Linked DNA regions of Mus musculus: region 1 is linked to region 2. The links are chromatin contacts, called in public HiChIP or PLAC-seq maps. All regions are on one chromosome and are shown on one strand. Each heading gives the region's core, a stretch centred on a gene start, on an enhancer-like site or on the middle of the called end of the contact. The rest is flanking DNA. Distances are from core to core; before and after follow the strand shown. Region 1 holds the start of Sipa1l3 (signal-induced proliferation-associated 1 like 3). Region 2 holds the start of Ggn (gametogenetin).

Region 1 (5,788 bases), core at 2,465-4,964, 340 kb after region 2:
TCCAGAGACCACACAGAAAGCTGAACAGTCATACCAAGGGCCATTTGAAGAAATAACATCTGGAATACTCTAGCCCTGTGCATTCCCGACTTGCAGCCACAGCAGGACCAGCTGAAGGACCATCCCTGACAGCCAAGCCTCAGTCAGCCACACATGCATGAGAAATAGTACTCTGTTGACATCTTAAGACATTCGCCGTTTGCAGGATGTCTTGTTGGGCAGCAGTATCTCATCAGAATGTTTCACGGCAACAAGCACATTCCCAAACTGAAGTGCTCTCTCACACTGAAGCGGCTAGCAGAAATCTATTCTATATCCTGATTTCTAACAGAGCCTGTCAATAGGAAAGAACACAATCCCATCCCCTCCTCTCTGATTGCGTCATAAATACCCATTAGGCACAACTAATCTGTATCATGACGATGCATCTATTAATCATTTCTATAATGAAAAAGCACTGAGAGTGGGTGGTTCATCACTGCACTGGGCCTGTGAGCACCCTAGAAAACACACCTCCTGTCTGGACAAAGGGCATCATCACTATGCTACCACTGCTTCCTGTTCAACCTCAGAAGCCTACAGGGCTCAAGTTAGAGTAGCTAAGCTCCAACACCTGTGAGCTAATTAAAGAAGGCCATCAATTATAAAAGTAATTTTGGGGAAAAGCTGGAAACGAAAGAAAGAACATAGATGACATCCAGCCAAACATTATGGCACACCCACCCAGAGTACATGTGGAGTGGGAGTGGGGCTCAGTGGTAGAGCCCTGCCTAGAATCCCTTAGTGAGGGGCTGGGGGCATGGCTCAGTGGTAGAGCCCCTGCCTAGAATCCCCTAGTGAGGGGCTGGGGGCGTGGCTCAGTGGTAGAGCCCCTGCCTAGAATCCTCCAGTGAGAGGCTGGGGGCGTGGCTCAGTGGTAGAGCCCCTGCCTAGAATCCCCTAGTGAGGGGCTGGGGGCGTGGCTTGGTAGTAGAAGATATGCTAGGATGAAATGTAAAATATTTTTTAGATTTTTATTTAATGTGTATGAATTTTTTGCCTGCATATATGTGTGTGCACCACATGTGTTCCTGGTACCCACAGAGGCTAGGAGAGGGCATCAGAGCTCCCAGATTTAACGATGGTTGTGAGCCACAATGTAGGTGCTGGGAACTAAACCAAAGTCCTCTGCAAGAGCAGCAAGTGCTCTTAAGCAACTGAGCATCTCTCAGCCCCCTTTCCTTTATTTTCCTTTTTCCTCCCTCTCTCCCTTCCTCCTTCCCTCCCTCCCTCCCTCTCTTCCTTTCAATATGGTTTTTTGAGACAGGCTTTCTCTGTGTAACCCTGGCTGTCCTGGATCTCACTCCATAGACCAAGCTGGCCTCTAACTCAGGGATCTGCCTGCCTCTGCCTCCTGGGACTAAAAACATGTGCCACCACTACCTGACCATCTTCTTTTTCTTTTAAAAAAGAGCGAATCAGAGGAATATTGATTCAGAAATATTTCCATATGGTACTGCTGTGTGAAAGCAAAACTCATGAAAATAAAGACCGTACTATCCCTAATGGAGCAACACTGTTCCCTGGAGCACTATAGAACCATGGAGAAAAGACCCATGATAAGATATGGGAAGACGCTGACAAGGGAGGGTGCTGCTTACAGGTCAGGTAAGGAGGAAAGGGGAGAAAGAAGAGCCTAGAAAGTGGGGGTGGGGGCAGACTGAAAATACTCAAGAACGTAACATAATGTCATCTCCTGAACACTTACCCTCCCACTGTCTTCTCTCCAGGAGTCTTCTGGCACACTAGATATCACCTGGCCTCTCTTTAACGTCTCGCTTACACAGACACTATCAATTAGCACCATCTTCCAGAAAAGGCAACTAAAGCCCAGAATTCAGGCAGTGAGGGACTCACACATTACAAGACATGGCTTTTCCTCAACTTCCCTCAAAGTGATACTCCTTGGAGCTCAGGGAACAGTGACCTGTTGCCATGGCAGCCTTCCACACTGCAACAGGCTCTGGAGGGTGAAGGGCACATGACTGTCACATGGCAACAGTGGGCCCGTGAGGTGCCTCAGAGCTTGGGGCTGCTGGAGAAGCCTGAGAGGGAGGACCACTGACCTGGCTCCCTGGAGCGCCTCGGGGAAGCCTGCCTGGGATATTTTTACAGCACCAGTCGCTGCTACCTGGAGCCAGAAACAGAGAGCGTGTCAGTTACAACACAGTCTGATTCCTTCAACTCACTGGTTAATTAAAACCTGCTCAGCGCACAGCAAGAGTTATTGCCTACTAAAGCAGAGGAGAGGATAAACCAAGGCTGGTCAGGTCACTCTTATCTCCCCTGCCTTCCTGCCACAGAAACCTGGAGCTATGTCACCTTTCCAATACATAGCAGGCACGCACAAATCCTCTCTTACTGAGATTACCCCACTATTCTCTAATTCGCTGGTACCACACTTTCTCTGTCATGCCATGTGCCCAAAATGCCCAAATGAGCCACTGTCAGCTTCCAGGCTGTGACGCCTGAAGGGATTGGGGGCCAGGAAGCCAGCAGCTTGAGGCTGACAGACCCCAAGAATGGCTGCATGACCACAGAGAGACCAGAGAGAGAGGTGACAGGTCACACCAACCACTGCCATGGCTTCCTGGAAACGCTGGTGGCACTCTAGTCAGTCCCAAGTGAGAACAGCTAGCCGTCCATCCACCAATGGGCCATCTAGTAGCATAAATTCATTCATGTCATAACTGAAGCTGCACCCCACCCCACCCCCGCTACAGGCTAGGCACTGTTCTAGAAGGACCAAGGCCTGGCCTGCGCTCCCAGGAAGCCAACAGTTGAGATGCAGGTGGAAGAAAAATCCAGCGAAGGAGGTGGCTCCAGGGTGACTGAGAGGAAGGCACCCTGGGTTGGGAACATCTGAGCAGAGACTTGAGGAGGGGGTGGCTTTGGAAGGCTAGTCCTGAGAACGGCTACGTGAGTGTGGGAAGGCAGGTGGACATGCCACCCCAACTACATCCACAGGCAGAGGACACAGCCAGGGAGAGGCCAGAGCAGGGAGCAAGGGGCCTGAGCTGCAGTCCACAGGCGCAGGGTCAGAGGAGCTGGGGCACTTGGCATGACAACTCAGTGGGTACTACCACTACTTCCTGTTTCCCCCAAAAGAGGAAACTGAGGCCCAGGAGGGTACAGGATTTACCAAGACCACACAGCATACATACTGGGCTGGGGCACCACAGCCCCTGGTAACAAAGTCTGCAGACAGCAGGGGCTCAGCTACAGTCATCTATTCTTTCCCTGGGAGTCCGTGGCCTCCATCTTCTCATTTGCTCAACACTGGGCCAACCTTTCTTCAGGTTAGGAACAGATAGGTAAACACTTCACAAGAGAAGAGGGGGTGAGAGAGAGAGAGAGGGAGAGAGAGGAAGGGAGGGAGGGAGGGAGGGAGCGAGGGAGGGGGAGAGAGAGAGAGAGAGAGAGAGAAGCTAGCTTTCCCTCAAAGAAGAATCAGATTATTAACTTTCTCTGGAAGGTGCTACCGAAGTGAGGAGACATCGCTCACCTACCAGGAGTCCCGGAACACAGCCGTGATCACACTCCAGGAAGGTGGCTACTAGGTTGGCCCCAGGTGTGGCTCCTGTCCCAGGTTTTCCCTAGGCAAGAGCCACCTGCCCCAGCTCCCTAGGCCGACCTGGGGTGGTGCCTCCTCCTGCGCTGTGGGTGTCTGGAATGCGGAAATAGGAACCAGCAGTGCCAGCTTCTAACGACTTATTCAGTGGCCTTCAGGCCACGCCAGCTTACCGGAGTTCCCCTGAGATGGCTGCTCTCTGCACACAGGCACATCCCCAAAGAGCCAGTTCTGCCAATATTCCCTTTGGGGAAGGGAAATAACAGGATTCCTTACTCATCAGACACGTGGTCTTGGGTCTGAATGAGTTTGGGAGAAAGCTCGGAGGTAACAAAGCCTGCCTGTTACAGGCCACCTGCTCGGTGCTGAGCCAGGGCTGGATCAGCGCCACAGCATCCCTGCCCTAAGCCCCGCAGCTTCATTCACAACCTTCCTACCCACAGGTGGGCCCCTCACCTCTGCAGACAGTGCCGGCTGCAGAGGCTGGAGGCTTAATGATTAAACCTTGTGGCAGACTCTTCCACCCAGCCTTGGAAGCACAGCTCTGGGAGGGTGCTGCTCTAAACACTACAGTCTCTCCAGGGCCTTTAAGTCGGAACTACGGTCACGCCTATTTTACAGATAGTGTTGAACAGAAGTCACAGGACGGAGGTCACATAGCAAGTGGGGGTTCAACCCAAGCAGTATATCTCAAGAGTCCAGCTTTTGACTGTTATGCGAATATGCCCTTGTGAAGAGTCTAGTGTCCACCCTGGGAGAGAAAGCCAGTGAGGTCATGGCTCTGGCCCATCAAACACTCAGTAACAGATGGAGCTCAATAGCTTATGACTATGATCTTCGAATTGGAAAAGTCAGACAGGATTTCAAGGTCATTCAAAGCTGCATAGTGAGTTCAGGGACCAACCTGAGCTACAGGAGGCTGTCACAAAACAAAAAAACAAACAGAAAAACAAAAACAACAACAACAACAACAACAAAACCCAAAGAACAACCAAAACAGTTCCATGACTCTCAGCTGTGTTATCACAGGCTGCTCACACCTGGGCCTTCAAAATGGAAAACACCTGGCTCACAGTTACAGCCTAAACTCCAGACTTAACCTCCAGACGTCTGATGGCAAAGTACAGACTCCCAGGTGTGATGCACCTGCCTGTACGCCCTGCATTTGGGAGACTGAGGCAAGAGGAACTGCTGCAATAAGGCCAGACTGGCTATCAGCATCAAACCCTGGCTCAGAAGAGCCAAATGAAGCCGGGCAGTGGTGGCACACACCTTTAATCCCAGCACTTGGGAGGCAGAGGCAGGAGGATTTCTGAGTTCGAGGCCAGCCTGGTCTACAGAGTGAGTTCCAGGATAGCCAGGACTGCACAGAGAAACCCTGTCTCGAAAAAACAAGCAAACAAACAAACACACACATACAAAAAAAAAAAAAAAAAAAAACCCCGAAGAGCCAAATTAAAACTCTTACTATCATCTTTATCAAACTGCGGTAAACCAGAACCAAGATGCTCTTGCCTGCAGGGAGCTCTCAGTCACCTGAGAACAATCTGGCAAAACAAAAGAAAACAACCAAAGGAAATTGCAACAAGCAGATTCCCGTGCCCTCAAGGGGCACTGGCTGTGAGTCGGGCATGTCGCATGATTTCACAAGCTTCAATCCCCCCACAACCTACCTGCTCTACCTTGCAGACAGGGAAATGGAGGTCATTGGGCTAACCCAAGACCAATACAGGGCCCAGTAGGACCCAGGACTTGCACACAGGTTAAGTCACATTTCTCAGGCCCTCCGCAGTCTCCCAGGGCAACCACTGTCCACAGGTGGTCAGAGGAAAAATTCTGCCCGTAAGAGGAATGTCGCTTTCATAGATGGTTGGGGACTGGGCCAGAACCACCGGAGTTCACAATTTTGAGCTAGCAACCTACACCTGACTTACATCCTCCCCTTCTGTCCACCCCACAGCCCTCCATGGTCCTCAGAGTCAAGCCTCTGTGAGAAGGATCTTGCTCAGGAGTGGGAGGGAGCAGGGGGAACCCCAGGTGGTGCCAAGCAGGGTGAGCTCTCAAAAAGCATGCACACAGGGCTGGTGAGATGGCTCAGTGGCTAAGAACACTGACTGCTCTTCCAAAGGTCCTGAGTTCAAATCCCAGCAACCACATGGTGGCTCACAACCACCCGTA
Region 2 (5,432 bases), core at 634-3,133:
CCCACCCATTGTCCCCTCTCACAGCTGGATTCCTGCGCATATATATTTTCTCTGGACTCATCAACTCAGCTTCAGTGCCCCCAACACTGCCTCCGCACCCTAGTCACCCAGGCCACTAACTGGGTGAGAAACCTGGCTTCTCTCCCCCCCCCCCCTTCCCGGATTTATGAATGAGACCGGATGCAAAGCTCACTGAGTCACCCAGCAACCAGGAGATGGGCAGGGAGCAGAGAGAGAACCAGAAATGGCCAGAAAGAGAGGCCGAGAAGGAGATGGAGGCAGAGAAAACCAGCAACCGGAGACCGAAAAGATACAAGGAGCATTTCATTCACAAAAATCAAGGCTGCTCCGGTTGGTCTCAGTTGAGGGAAGCCAAGAGAGATGGGAGGGGAGATAATGATCCAGCCCCTCACCCCCCCGCCCCCCGCCATCCTTCAGAAACATTTTACCCCGCCCCCAGTTTAGGGGATGTAGCCCTCCGCCCAGCAATCAGGATTACCATTCAGCCCCACTGTCCCAGGCTCATGGAGCATGAAGTCCCAACCTTATGAGCCCAGGCAACGAGTTCTAGCCCCCTCCCCCACCTGCAGGATGTCGGGTTTCCCCAGCCGTTCAGGAGGGGAAGGGGCGGCCACAGCGCCCCCAGCCCCCTTTTCTCAATGGGATGGGATTTTGTGAATGAGCAGTCACGTGACACTGCTTCCTTTGTCCGCCCGCCTCCCCCAACAACAGGTGAAGCGGGGAAAGAGGGCTGGGGTCCCCCCCAAAGGCCTAGCTGAGATAGGGCACTGAGATCTTGGGGTGTCCTATGCTCCCACACATCTATTTTCCCGGGGAGAGTAGTCATCAGAGTTCCTCAATGGCGAGGGTCCACGACAGAATTTTGTGAATGGGGCATCCTCGGAAGAAGTCCAGGACCCCCAAATGGAGATTGGCACCCCAAATGGCTACCGCGTAGTTTGGTGCCCCCACCCCTCTTGTTCTCCCAGCTTGTGTCCGCAGGGTGCAAGGGTGGGCAGAGGATTACAGATGCGATCCAGGCTGCCCCCTCACCCTGGCAGGCAGTCTCGTCAGCCCCCCGCCCCCTCGCCACTCTGGGCACCTGCCTGGGAGGCTCCGGCCGGGCTCCGAGCGGCGGCGACGCGGCCTCCTCCTCCTCCTCCTCCTCCTCCTCCTCTTCTCTCCCGCTCCCTCACTGGCTCCGGCGGCGCTGGAGACGGGCACCGGGAGCCGGGGCGAGGGGGGAGGGAGGGGGAACCTGGAAGATGTGTGTGGGGGAGGGGGCGGCTTGGGGGAGGGGTAGAAGCAAGGCAGGCGTACATGCCCGCTGGGTCCTAGAGCCCGGCTAGGGCTACAACGAACATCTATAGCCCCCATTTTCTCGGGACCCAGAAGGGAATCCCCACTTTTCCACTTATCTGAACGGTTGGTCCCTGATGATATGAGAAGGGAACAGAAATAGACCCTGGTCCCAAGGTTCTAGAGAGAAGGTGGTCCACGGTCAGGGCTCTGAATGGGAGGGGCGGGATGCCTGGCAGGGTTCGAAAAGGGGAGGGGCCTGGGAGCCTGAGTAAGGAAGGAGGTTTGGACGCTGAAGGAACTGAGAGGGTGCGTCACGGAAGGGGCGGGCGGGTGGACCTTCTGAGCCATCCCAGGAAAGACAGGGTCTTAGAAAGAGATGCTGCCTGGACTTAGCAAGGCGGAGCTTGGACATAAATTTCCTTAGTGACAGGTCAAATAAGAGGCTCAAAAGGAGGAGCTATGTAGCAAGTGTTTGCCATGGGTGGGGGTCCGGGGAGGGGCTTAAGAGAGAGGGGTGTGGCATTATAAAGGGGTGGGGCTTAATGAGAAGGGGCCTGCCTACCCACTATGAAGAGTTTTCTGTATTTTTCTAAGGGTGATCCAGGTTTGAAGGGCTGCACTCAAGCTGGCTTGCAGGGGGCAGGGCCTCGAGCTCGGGGCGGGGCCTAGATCTCGGGGGTCGTCCTCGCTGTCTCGCCCACTTGCCTTCACCCGCACACCCGTTCTTTTCGGTTATTTTCTGCTACGGCCGTTCCCCGCCCTGCCTTGGGCCCACGGGGCAGTGATCTGATCTTTGGTCGGCTGGAGGAGTCGGTGAGTTGGGTCCACTTAAGAGGCGGAGCTGGGCGGAGCTTTAGGAAAGGGGTGGAGCCTAAGTTAAGATCTGTCACAAACGCCAAGCGGGAAAAGTTTAAGAGGCTTGAGGATTTGTTGCTGGCTAGGAAGAGGGAGGGATCCAAATGATCGACACAGAGAGACGGTGGGTGATCGGAGGGTTAGGACTGAAGGACTAGGGAACTAATTAGATCACAGTCCCAGGTATTTGTTAGGCAGAGACGGACCTGATCCGGGGCGGTGAGGGGCGAGGATATGGCCGGATTCTTGACAATCAGGAGCGACTAGAGAATGGGGCGGGGCCTGGTTAGACTAGTGTTGAAAGAGAAGCGTGAATTCATTGTTGGCTATTGGGCATAACCATCATTACCCATGTGGTTTGAAACTTTCAACAGAGAGGCTGGCGAGACTGACTCCTGGAGCCTGGAGATCCCGGGAGTGGCAAAAGTGTTAGGGATGTGATCCAAGGGATCAGGGTTGGCGCCTTTGTACACTAAGAAGTTAGGTTCGAAGAGTAAGAACTGCAGCCTTGAGACCATGGGGAAGGGGGCGTGACCATGGCGAATCGGAGAACTGAAGACTTAAGAGCCGGGGGCTGAGATAATATTGGAGGACAGGGCAGACCAATGCAGACAGGGGCAGTCCAAGAACAGCCTGAGCCGTGGAGTCCCCGCAGAACCCGCCGACTGACTGGTGAAAGTTTTTTTAACCACAGTCCCCGACCTTCTTCAAAAATGGGGAACGTGCAGTCGGAGCCGTCCGCGGGCGGGGGTTCCCGAAAAGAGCAGGCCTCAGACCGCGCCTCCGACTCCCGCAGGACGCCTCTAGTGGAGCCCGAGGTGACCCCCTCATCCCCTGCCATGCGCCTGGCTCGAGGGCTGGGCGTCTGGTTCCCTGGCAGTTCCGGGCCCCCGGGACTCCTGATACCCCCGGAGCCCCAGGCCTCATCCTCGCCCCTGCCCCTGACCTTAGAACTGCCCTCGCCAGTGACACCCCCTCCAGAGGAGGCGGCTGCGGTCTCCACACCACCCCCGCCCCCCGTGGGGACCCTGCTGCCTGCGCCATCTAAGTGGCGAAAACCCACGGGCACTTCAGTGCCTCGGATCCGCGGTCTTCTGGAGGCGAGCCATCGTGGTCAGGGTGACCCTCCAAGCCTCCGCCCGCTGCCACCGCTGCCCCGGCAACTGACCGAAAAAGACCCGGTCCTGAGGGCCCCAGCCCCACCTCCGACGCCCCTGGAACCTCGGAAACAACTACCGCCAGCACCATCAACTTGCGATCCGCAGCCCCTGAGCCGCAGAATCACTCTGGCCTCGTCGGCCACAAGCCCCACAGAAAGTCAGGTCAGACACAGCAGCGAGGGTCAGGCGGCCGGGGGAGCCCACGGAGGGGTACCTCCCCAAGCTGGAGAGGGCGAAATGGCTCGGTCTGCTACTTCCGAGTCTGGCCTGAGTCTGCTGTGTAAAGTCACCTTCAAGTCGGGGCCCCATTTGTCCCCCACATCGGCCTCGGGTCCCTTAGCAGCCAAAGCCTCACCCGGGGCCGGTGGTGGCGGACTGTTTGCCTCTTCTGGGGCCATCTCCTATGCTGAGGTCCTGAAGCAAGGGCCCCAACCTCCTGGAGCCACTCGTCCCTTGGGAGAGGTCCCTCCTGGAGCCACTCGTCCCTTGGGAGAGGTCCCTCGTGCAGCTCAGGAAACCGAGGGTGGTGACGGAGATGGCGAAGGGTGTTCTGGTCCCCCTTCGGTGCCTGCTCCCCTTGCCCGGGCTCTACCGCCGCCCCCTTACACCACCTTCCCAGGTTCAAAGCCCAAATTCGACTGGGTGAGCCCTCCTGATGGCACTGAACGGCATTTCCGATTCAATGGGGCTGTCGGGGGAATCGGGGCACCCCGACGGCGCACGACCACGCTCTCAGGGCCTTGGGGATCCCCTCCACCCAGGTCAGGTCAGACACATCCATCTTCAGGGCCTCGGAGGCCCACACCTGCCTTGTTGGCACCACCCATGTTCATCTTCCCAGCGCCAAACAATGGCGAGCCTGTTCGCCCAGTGCCTCCAAGTCCACAGCAGATACCTCCTCTGCCGCCACCACCACCCACGCCACCAGCCACGCCACCACCGGCGCCACCACCCACACCACAGCCACCAGCGCTCCCAAGGACGCCGATACTGGTGGCCCGTCCGCCGACCCCAGGCCCTGGCCACTTAGAGTCAGCCTTGGCTCCCACCCCTCCCTCCACTTTATCCCCAACTGCAGCTGCCGACCAGGTCCCAGCTGCAACTCCAGCCACAGTCACATCCCAAGTTCCAGCAACCGCCACCGCTGAGCTGTCACCGCCAATGCCCCAACCCAAGACTCGTACACGCAGGAACAAAGGTCCCCGAGCGGCCCGGGGTGTTATCCGTGAAGAAGGGACTTCTGGAGATGGCCCTCGAGAACCGAATACGGCTCCGGTGACTGACAGCAGCAGTGGAGGGGGTGGCGGTGGTAGCAACGGAACCTCCACAGCTGGGGCCTCTAACAAGGGAACAGCAAGGCACTGGCCGCCTTTCGAGGTGCTTAATTCCTGTCCCTGCAAGTGCTACTGCCGCCATCAACGTCGTCACCGTCGGCTGCCACGCAACGTGTCTGCCTGGTGAGGGAGATTGGGGAGTTGGAAGGAGAGGGCACACTCCAAGTCCTGCACCTATTTAACCTGGATGGAATAAGATTACACGCTTTGGCGTCTTAACCATAGGCTGACCCACAAGTTACCTGGACCTTAACTTAGCTGAGCCCTAGGAGCCTTGGCCCTTTCCTGGCCTTAGCTCAACCTCTTGGTATTCTGGATGCCAAGCTGACCCTGGGTCTTTATTATCTTAGCCTTCCTGCTGGCCTGACCCTAGTCACTGCCTTGACTCCATCCCTGAGGGCAGGAAAGATGGTTTATCAGAGATGGGGAAAGGAAACAACTGTGTTTCTGGGACCTGAGGGTGGATTAGTAAGCCTCCAATTTGCCTGGTCCCATTGAAACTCCCAGTGCCCGTACCCCATTACAACCCTCCCACCCACTTGAGACCAAGGCTTTGGCCCCTTTGCCACCTCTGCTACTATACTAAGCCCCTGGATTTGGTTGCCAGGCCTGGTTACAGACAAAACCTCCTCTGGGGGCTTAGACTCACACTCCTTCCCATTCTATATGGATGTACCTCTGCCCCTGAATGCCCTTGGGAACCTATGGCAGGACAGCCTTCAGGGGGAAGTGAAGCCACAGACGACACAAGACAGACCCTGTCAATTCACCTTCTCAGGCT

What was found. HiChIP or PLAC-seq counts read pairs in DNA pulled down with a chosen protein or histone mark.
Region 1: a contact with region 2 is called in an HNF4G HiChIP or PLAC-seq map of pancreatic cancer cells. The contact joins the promoter of Sipa1l3 here to the promoter of Ggn in region 2. A contact is called at or near these places in 9 of 39 promoter capture datasets (the 3T3-L1 cell line, the C10 cell line, frontonasal cranial neural crest and 4 more), 1 of 15 datasets of contacts at CTCF or cohesin (embryonic stem cells), 8 of 484 Hi-C or Micro-C datasets (the Ba/F3 cell line, Sertoli cells, Th1 cells and 4 more), 6 of 115 datasets of contacts at active chromatin or transcription factors (bone marrow-derived macrophages, embryonic midbrain, extraembryonic endoderm stem cells and 2 more) and 4 of 9 other capture datasets (adipose tissue, embryonic stem cells, liver and 1 more).

The regions. Positions count from the first base shown.
Region 1 is chr7:29,501,746-29,507,533 of GRCm38.p6, forward strand. It overlaps Sipa1l3 (signal-induced proliferation-associated 1 like 3), which reads right to left and starts at 3,715. Exons shown (of 23, transcript NM_001081028.1): 1 at 3,549-3,715; 2 at 2,106-2,170.
Region 2 is chr7:29,168,327-29,173,758 of GRCm38.p6, forward strand. Ggn (gametogenetin) reads left to right here and starts at 1,884. Exons shown (of 3, transcript NM_001358852.1): 1 at 1,884-2,115; 2 at 2,852-4,774; 3 at 5,430-5,432. The coding sequence starts at 2,871. It overlaps Spred3 (sprouty-related EVH1 domain containing 3), which reads right to left and starts at 321. Exons shown (of 6, transcript NM_182927.3): 1 at 194-321.